2 separate regions of the Urocitellus parryii genome follow, and region 1 is linked to region 2. A link is a contact called in public Hi-C data. All regions are on one chromosome and are shown on one strand. Each heading gives the region's core, a stretch centred on a gene start, on an enhancer-like site or on the middle of the called end of the contact. The rest is flanking DNA. Distances are from core to core; before and after follow the strand shown.

Region 1 (4,899 bases), core at 1,951-4,450, 160 kb before region 2:
AAAAATCCCAGCATCGAGGATGGGTAAGATACCACCTCTCATGGGGGAAATACAATTTGAGTTCTATCTTAATTGAGAGCAGGGAAGAGAAACAGGTATTTTAGGGAAAGAACAGGATAAAATTGGAGGCAATAAAAGGCAAGTAATTGAACAGATTGGGTTCAAGGCAGTGTTAAATTTAAGAAAGTATGTTGAAAATTGTTCTCAGAGGATCCTGAATGCTGGGTTGAACCTGGATTTGTTAGCTATTTAAAGTCTTGGAGCAAGAGCAATAATATGCATGGAGATATACTTGGAGAAGACAGATTGGGTCAGTGACATGGTCTGGAGCTGTGTTGTCCAGCATGCTAGCCACTGCCTATATATGGCTATTTAAATTAAACTTAATTAAATTTTTTTAAAAATCAACTCCTCAGGGGCTGAGATTGTGGCTCAGTGGTAGAGTGCTTGCCTAGCACTGGTAGGATCCAGGTTCGATCCTCAGCACCACATAAAAAAATAAAGGCATTGTGTTATGTCCATCTACACCTAAAAAATAAACATTAAAAAAGATTAAAAAAAAATCAACTCCTCAGTTGCACTAGCAACTTGACAGCCACATGTGCTTGACAGCTGCATGTGGCTAGTGGCTTCCATATTGAATAGTACAGATAAGAAACTATTCATTAAGGGCTGGGGTTCTGTCTCAGTGGTAGAGAGCTTGCCTTGCACACATGAGTCTCTGAGTTGGATCCTCAGCACCATGTGAAAATAAATAAATAAAAAACACAGATTTTTTTTTTTTTTAAAGAAAGAAAACATATTCATTATTACCGAAAGCACTGTTGGGCAGTGCTGGGGATAGGAGGGCTGAGGCAAAAATACTAATTGGAGATTGGTATTAAATTTTTAAAATAAGCATTTGTAATTCCCTCAGCAACAATCTTTTACCTGTAACCACCTAAGTTTTTTTGGGGAGTGAACTGGAAATTTAGAAAAGGCATAAGCAAAGAGCTTTCATTACCTTTAGTACCCTTCAGTAACTCTGTTTTAGTGGCTGGAAATGGATAATTGTTCAAGGTGACAATCAAGCCACTGACCACGGGATAGATAAATATTGGACGATTTCTTTAAGTAGATACGGTGAATGTAATATCAGCGGAGAGAGACTTGATGAGACGGGGCTGTTGGAGAAAGTTTCACAGGGGGGCACAGATGCATAAACAGGATTTGATGGGAAGAGAAGGGGCAAGGGGGTGGGGAATTGGGGAACAAAATGAACAAAAGCACTGAGATCTGAAAGGAGAGACTGGGCTCAAGGCCTGAGGAGATGGATGCGGTAGTCGGTGAAGCGCGGGCAGCCGGCCAGTTCAGTGGCTTTTGACAACAGACAGGCGATTGTGAAAGGACCCGTCTCTTGTCATCGCCATTCCACACGGCGTTTCAAAGGAGAGACAGTACCTGAGCGATAAGCCCCCAGGGGCGACGGTCGTTCATTCATTGCACAAATATTGAGCGCCCGCGACGTGCCCGACTCAGCCCTGTCCCTGGGACCCGCGCCGCGGTCTCGTCCTCACAACCTGCAGCCCTCAGCTCCCTGGCTTCTCCAGGCAGCCGTTCACCTGATGCCCCGGCGGGGGCGGAGTGCAGACGCTGGGATCTCACAGGGCTCTGGCTTGGCTGGCGGCGCGGACGCTGACCGTTCCCGAGCCGTTGCCCCCGAACCCGCAGGCGTTCCGGACCGGCGGGGGACAAGAGTGGGGCGAGAAAGAGGAGCATGGGAGCTGGTGGAGAGAGGGGTATTTGGATGCTTTCCCCATACCCTGCTCTCCCCGTAGCAGGCCGCGGGAGCCCCTGGGAACCCGCTCTGGCTTGGACCTAGTTATTTCTAGAAATAGCTAAGAGAACATTATAAGGTACCATACCTTCACCCACTATTATAAACTTATGCCTACATCAAGTTTGTTAACATTGAAAATTGTAAACGCTGCATGTTAACATTTTAACAAGCTTAACAGGAAAAGGTTTATAGTAGTGGGTGTAGGTATAGGGTTATAATACCTCACCTATTCGTATCTATTATCTATATCTATATCTAATCTATATCTACTATATCTATATCTGTCTATCTGACACTAGGGATTGAGCCCAGGAGTGCTTTATCACTAAGCCACCACCCCCCAGACCTTTTTTTATGCTTTTTTAAAATTTTGAGACAGGGTCTGGCTAAGTTGCTTAGGGTCTCTCTAAATTGCTGAGGCTGACCTTGAACTTGCGATTCTCTTGCCTCAGCTTCCCCAGCTGCTGGAATTACAAGCATGAGCCACCATGCCGGGCTCACATTTATATTCTTGACAAACGACATTATTAGTTGAAAACGGGGCAGAAATTTCCTTGCAGAAGCTAAAACTAAGGTTTAAGAAAGGCCAACTGGTGTGCCTAAATGTGACACCGCCAGAAGACCACTCCTTCCCCTGTTCTGAGAGGTATGAATTAGATCTTTAAAATCCCCTTCATTGGACGGCTATTCAGGGCAGAGTCACTTTCAAACCTTCAGAGCAACTCTATTTTAAAATGCATCTAAAAGAGGGTTGGCAGAGATTTTCCTGAATCATAACCACCTGGATGTATATAATAAAAGTGCATATTCTTGATGCCTTCTTCTGACATACCCAGTTAAACTTCCGATGGATCCTGGGAATCTGCTTTTAAAAAACAAACTGTGTATGTAAAAGTTTAAGAACTACTAGGAGAGTTTGGATGGAAAATCTTAACTTTGATGAAGGACTAATATTTGCCTTTTGAACGGATTTCGACAGAGTTCCATATAGTATGCCATATGTCCTTGAACAGACCGCGATGCAACAGCCTTTCTGGACGAAACCTGCATATTTATGCAAGAATTTCTTAGAAATAGCAGGCTCTGCATATCAGGTGCTCGTCTGCTGGTGACTGACTGTTCGCAGTTCAAAGATCTTTTGGCTCTTCCCAACACTGTCACTACTGCTTTCCGCCACTGAGCCAGGGATTTCCCCGCCGACCACGGTGAGGCGCACGCGGCTTATGTTCCCGGGTCCGCTTTTGGAGCCCTGAAGAACAGTTCCAGGGAGTTCCTGCTCTGGTCTCCAGCTGTTGCTCTCTTATCGCGAGAATTGCTCCTCCTAGTCTTTCCTCCGAGGAACCCCCTCCCATTGGCAGGTTCCATATTGGGTAAAATCTCGACTCGAGGAGAGTCCCGGGATCTATTCTCGCGAGAATACGGCGAGAGGCTCCAGTTCGCTGGCTCTGGAACTGCGACCACTGGAGCCTGAGCGGCCGCTGCAGCTGGAACCGGTGACCAGTCGCGCAACTCGCCGTCGGCCTAGTCCGGGAGCTGGTGCAGCGAGACTGCAACAGGCGCAGCTTTGAGCCTCAGAGCGTGCTCCTGGCCGTAGTTGGGCTTGCCTGGGTATCTGAGGCGCATCCAGCCGCTGCAGCTGACAGGGGCCGCGCGCGGGCGCGCGGGAGTCTGCGGGGTCTCGAGCCACACCTGCGCGGGCGGCCAGCGCCGGGTCCCCGCCCGCGCGGGCGGGCAACGAGGGCCGGGGAGAGGGTGCGGGTGCAGGCGGGGGCCCAGCAGGGCCACCTCCTCACCCCGCGGCCGCCGCTGGAAAATGTCTCAAGAGAGGCCCACGTTCTATCGGCAGGAGCTGAACAAGACAATCTGGGAGGTGCCTGAGCGTTATCAGAACCTGTCCCCGGTGGGCTCCGGTGCCTATGGCTCCGTGTGGTGAGTGTCGCTGGGCTTGGGGCCGAGGAGAACCTGGTGGTCTCTCATGCCCGAGGGCCAGGCCTGTCCCCATGGCTCAGCGATGCGCCAAGCGGCAGGAATTTTCCTGGGGGGAGGGCATTGCTGCTCCTTGAGTCCTGTCTGTCCTGCACCCCTCACCCTGCACACGCAGGTAGGGGGTTAGCCGCGTGTGCAGGACGCAGGTCCCCTGTGGGCGGTGGTGGTGCTGCTGGAACTCGGCCCTGGCTCACACCCTGTGCATTCTCTTTTCGGGGGGTTCCAACTCCCAGGGCTGGCACCCGGGAAAGGCCTATTCCCCCCGGGGGTTCTCCTGCCAGGGTCGAGCTGAAGGACCCTGTCCCGGGGTGTGCCCACCTGGGGCGTCAGAGCCTGTCCCCGGAGCAGACGGACCTAGCGAGCTGCCTGGAGACGCCAAAGAGCAAAGCCTGACCCGGGGACTGCGGTCATTTGAACAAAACTGGCGAGGAAAGGTTCTCTGGGCTTTTCTGTAAGCCTCTGTCGAAATCCCGTTTTGAGTAGTGTCGTTTTTGAATTCGCACTTGCATTAGCAGCGACCCATAGAGCTTAAAATACCGACTTTATCTTGCTGAGCGCTGTGCCAGCTTGAGTGGTGTGTTTCCGATTCAGTTGAAAGCGTATTTCCTTTTCATGGAGGGGGTGGAAGCGCCTGCAAGAACACTGCAGCTTGAGAAACCGGCAGCCTCTGATTAGTCACATACCACTGCTCATTTAAGTATTGTTTGACAAAACAATTTTCTCATGTGGAGCAGGAGAGATTCAGATCCGTTGGGCACCCTCAAGATCAAAAAGTTGTTAACAGTGCAGGGAGGTATTGTAAATATTTTTTAATTGAGATAATCTCTGTGAATACTGTGTTTTTAATGTCCCTTAGAGAGTTTGCAGGGAACTTTTATCTACACCTACAGCCTGAGGTATACGATGGTTTTCATGAGGATCTGGAACATATAGCAAAAGACGAGATTTTCCAGCTTTAATTTACACCATGAGTGTGTTTTCAATTAAATCCATACTATAAAATTTCCTGACTTAAAATATTTTACTAACTTCTCTCCAACTTCTAAGGCTTTATACACTGTATTTTAGATTTACTATAATTTGAAAACTCCTGA
Region 2 (4,770 bases), core at 26-2,525:
AGAGAAGATGAGATGCTTTCAAAATATGTCATTCATCTTCACATTTGAAGGCAGCTTATCCATGTATCCTTTATAAACATCATTAAATATTGGTGCTTAAGACTTCAGTCATGTGAAGGTAAGCTTTCCAATTTATATGCAAAAGGAGGTGGCAAAAAAGCCCTTTTAAAGTTTATTTTTTATAAATCAAATCAAAAGCCAGTTTGATTACATCTGAGTTTGAAGTTGCTCTTTGTCAGGCATCTTTTAGAAAGCCCCTAGTATATTAAATTAACCCATTCCTAGCCAACTCAGACTTAAGGAGAAAGTGTTTCCCATGCCTACAGTGACAAACCAGTTACCAGACGTCCCTAAGTAGACTGTCAAAACTTTTATGTTTACTCTTTTTAAATACAAAAGGGAAAGGATAGCACATAACGAAAAGTCAGATCTGTTTCTTAAAAAGAATGTCTTGTGTGGTACAAGGCGCTCACCTGCACACGACAGACGCGGGTCTTCCCTGGCTGTCCTCACTGGGGGAGGGGACGGACATCGCTAGACCTTTGTCCTTAGGACCTGGGGGAGGGGGCGACTTTCTGGGAATAGTACTGGCACCTGCACCCCAATAAACTACAGGCCGGTTTCAGCTCTATTAATTGCTCTCGCTTAACCTTTGTAGAGCCCTTCAGTTCGGAGGGGGCTTGTTATACCAAACCTTGGTCACCTCCCCCGCAATAATGGGGGGAGACGACTCTAAAGAGTTAGGGACCCTAGTCTTTTCCAACTAGACCGAACGTCTCCAGCTCTCCGGACGGGCTCATCCCGCCGCGGGCAGGGCCGGGGTGAGTCGGGGCTGCGGCGGGCGCAGACCCGGTTTCTGTTCGGTGCCCCCGCCGCGTCCGCACCGCCACCGTGAGGCCGAGCTGGGGACGGTGCCCCGTGGCGGCGGCGGCTCCGCGCTCCTCGCCGCGCAGCCCCGGCCGCAGCCGCGCCGGGCACGGGCGGGGGGATTTTTTCCCGTTTCCCCCTTTCGCGCTCTCGCTCCTGTTCAGCGGGAGAGCCCGCGGAGCCAGGGAGGGAGCGAGGGAAGGGGTGGAGGTGGCGGGGGGAGGCCGGAGGGGCGGATCCTGCCTGGGGGCTGATCCCTCCCTCCCCTCGGCCGGGCTCCGTGGCGGCAGCGGCGGCGGCGGCGGCTCCATTCCCCCTCCTCCCCCGGGAGCGGCGGCAGTGGCGGCGGCCGGGCCGGGGCCCCAGCGCGCGCCGGGAGGGGGCACGGCGGAGGCCGCGGAGGCTGGCGCGGGAGGAGGCCGCGCTCCGCTCCCAGGGCCGCGCCGACCTGCTCGGCAGCCGTCCCGCCCGCGCCCAGGGGCCCCGAACGGTGGGGCCGGGCCGGCGGCTGAGGTAATGGGGGCGGCAGCGGGGCCGGACGGAGCGGGGGCGGGAGCAGCAGGGCCTACGGGGACCAGGGACTTCGCGGGGGGGTGGAAACCGGGGAGCGGGAGGCTTCCCAAGCGGGGCGGGGGCGGCGCGAAAGCTCTCCCTTGGAGCGAGGGCGGCGGCGGAGAAGGAGAAGGCGGGCGAGTGGGGGAGCTGAAAAGCAAGGACCCCCTCCCGCACCCGCCATCTTGTCTCCCCCCGGCCCTAGAAGCCAAGCTGCCAAGCCCCGCCTCCGCCACGCTCTCCAATTGGCCAGACCAGAGGAGAATTCCGCCCCCTGTGCTTCCCTTGGCCCTCCAGTTCCCCCTGACGGGCAGGTCAGGCGGCCAATAGGCGCTCGGCTCTCTGCCCCGCTAGTTCGCTGGCGCTCGCTTTCTCTGAGGGTCGGACTCCGCATCAGTATGTCTCTGATGCCCTAGCCCTCTCTCTCCCCTCTGGGGAGGAGATGTTATTTCCCTCCTTTATTCTTCTCTGAGGGGTCAAGATTCTTCTGAAAGAGGCGTCCCTTAAAGGGGCAGTAGCCTCGACTGGGGTCTCCCCTCGTCTCAGGAGTGTCTTGTGTAGAGTGCAGGAGATTCCGTCTAATTGCAGAAACTCCTGGTTCTGTGGGGGATCTGGGTGGGGTGGGCGAGTTGGGGACCAGGGGCTGCTGAGAACATCTCGGGGAGATGTTGGGGGGTATTTTATAGGTATGTATGTGGAAAGAGCTGTGTAGGTTGAAAAACTCCCGCCAAAAAAACGCGACTGTCAGCGCCTTGTGGGCGAAGCTCATTTCGATTTCCTCAGCTGCAGCCCTTCCTCCTGTAGGGTTTGCCTCCAGGCGTCTAGAGGCTTGGGTGGGACAGAAGAGGTCTGCATAGATACTTGCTGGTTGGTTGAGAGATTGCTGAGCTGCGGAGGAGGTGGCAGGTGGGAAGACTGTGCAGGGCTTGCTGAAGGGAGGGCTCTGTGAACTATGGAGGTAGAGGTCTGTCTCTCCTAGGGGCTCCCTTGCCTTGGGGGTGGTGGTGGTAATGAAGCACATCTGCTGGCCTGGCCTGCCTCTGGGAACTTGGTATTTGGAAGGAATCTCGTGGCCAAGGGTATCTGGAACCTGGACAGAATTGCTGTGATGATTCTGTTTCCTTGAGCTTCCAAATGGGGTGTGTGCCTGCCATTCCTTGGGCAGGTTGTTTGTTTCAGTCACTTTGGGATTAGAAGGCCTTTTGAATAAGGATGTTGATAATACTTTATTAACAAACAGCAGCCCTTAAGAGGTAGATGTTATTAGCCTCATTACTGATGAAGTATGGAGTTAGAAGACTTATTCCGAGTCCCATAGGGCCAAGATTAGAACCTCGATTGCCCCAGAACCTCTTTTTGTACCAGACCACCTTACTGGCTCTGGGTTGAGTGACACCCTTCTGAGCTGCACAAGATGGAAAAAAATACTATCTCTATGTCATCCAAGGTGGTTGTGAGCAATACCAAAAGGAAACGGGTTTTGTGATTAGTAAAAGTGTGTTAAATTATTATCACCACCCACTTTGTAAAGATGGTTGGTGCTGCAACCAAGATGATGAAATTGGTTTTTCCCCTTGAAAGCTCTTTCTCTGTTCATACCTTTCCAAATCTGTGCCCATACTGTGGGACACCATATCCCCAAAGTCTTTCTGGTAGTAATGGCTTTGATAACTACTTACCCTAGTTCCCTCCATCCTGAGAATGTTGTGGAAAACTTTAGAGCTTTCTCTTTGTTTCACAAGGGTAGACTAGATGTAAGTATGAGGTAACAAAGTACTGGGAATTTACCTCAGATAATTGTCCCAGTCACCTTGGTCTTGGTTCCACTGAGGAACCCACACAGGACACTTACAACTGTAAAAATATTTTGGTGCTACTCCCAGAACTTGCAGGGTTTCTGCTTGGAAATATATTACTAGCCAATTATCCTGGATGCTTCTATTTGCAGGAAATGCCCTGCATACTGTAGTTTGAAGCCTTTGACCACATGTGATAAGCATTTTAGATGCCTTCACCCTGGACACAAGAGACAGGGCTTCTGGAGCTGGGCATGCAGGCACATGCCCATTAATCTCAGCTGCTTAGGAGGCTGAGGAAGGGAGACTGCAAGTCCCGGGCAACTTAGATCCTGTCTCAAAATAAAATTAAAAAGGACTAGGGATGCACCTTAGATGTAGGGTGCTTGTCTAATATGTGTGAAGCCCTGGGTTCAATCCCCAGTACCACTTAAAAAAGTTGGGGGGGGGGAGATAGGGCTTTTTAAAAAATATTTATTTTTTAGTTGTAGTTGGACACAATACCTTTATTTTATTTTATTTTTATGTGATGCTGAGGATTGAACCCACGGCCTCGCCCATGCTAGGGGAGTGCTTTACTGCTGAGCCACAACCCCTGCCCAGAGAGGGCTTTTGATTATGGTAAGATGGATTGGGAGAGGGCTCTAGACCTGTGAGTTTTCAGTCCACTAATGGGGCGTAGTGTTCAGGTATAGAGCTCAAAAATGGATGCTGTTCTTGTTTATTTTCTTTGAGACAGGATCTTGCAATGTTGTCCAGCTGGCCTTAAACTCTTGGACTCACGTGATCCTTCCACCTAAGTCTTGCAGGTAGCTGAGACTACCAATGTGTACCACTGTGGCCATCCTGTTTTCTCTTTCTGAAGTCTTAAGCACCCTCTCTTTTTTCACAGTTAGTGTCCCACAACCTTACATAGACCATTTGAACATTAGCTCTTTCCATGTGTCATATTGTAAGGATCTGTTTTCTTTCCCTTCCCTTCAGACATAGCACCTTGAAGACAGGGATCATTTCTCCTTTCGTTCACTGAATACATTCGCCTAATACTGATTGAAGAATTACTTAGGAGGTGGGCATCACTCCAGGCACTGGGGATATAGCAGTGAAGACAGGCATAAATTCCCAACCCTTTGGAACTTACATTTTAGCAGAAGGAAGCAAATAATAAATATTATATATAGGTAAATTACATTGCATGGTAGAAGATGAAGTGTGTTATAAGAGAAAATAAAGCAGGATAAAAGGTCCATAGCTGGTGGAGAAAAGGTATTTGCAGTGGTGTACAGAGTAATGAGAAGGTCTCACTGAGAAATGCTGTTTGTTGAAAGGCCTGAAGGAGTGAAGCCCTGTGGATGCCTCAGGGGCAGACTGTTCAGACTAAGGGAACAGCTAGTCCTCCCAGTGGCCACTTGATTGGATGGAAGGTTGAGTGGATAGGATACATACATGCATGAATATCCAGCTCACAGTCTCCTGGTCTTCTCTCCTTAGGCCAGTCTCCTTGGTTCCTAGGTGCCATGAGGAAGCCTCGCCGGAAGTCGCGGCAGAATGCCGA

The links. A called contact is a pair of places that touch in the nucleus more often than the background predicts.
Region 1: a Hi-C map of muscle shows a contact between it and region 2, with 3 times the contacts expected there. The contact joins the promoter of Mapk14 here to the promoter of Brpf3 in region 2. A contact is called at or near these places in 2 of 2 Hi-C or Micro-C datasets (liver and muscle).

Annotation. Positions count from the first base shown.
Region 1 is chr8:114,482,283-114,487,181 of mUroPar1.hap1, reverse strand. It overlaps Mapk14 (mitogen-activated protein kinase 14), which reads left to right and starts at 3,200. Exons shown (of 12, transcript XM_026383388.2): 1 at 3,200-3,748. The coding sequence starts at 3,633.
Region 2 is chr8:114,320,610-114,325,379 of mUroPar1.hap1, reverse strand. It overlaps Brpf3 (bromodomain and PHD finger containing 3), which reads left to right and starts at 1,275. Exons shown (of 14, transcript XM_077801692.1): 1 at 1,275-1,380; 2 at 4,707-4,770. The coding sequence starts at 4,733.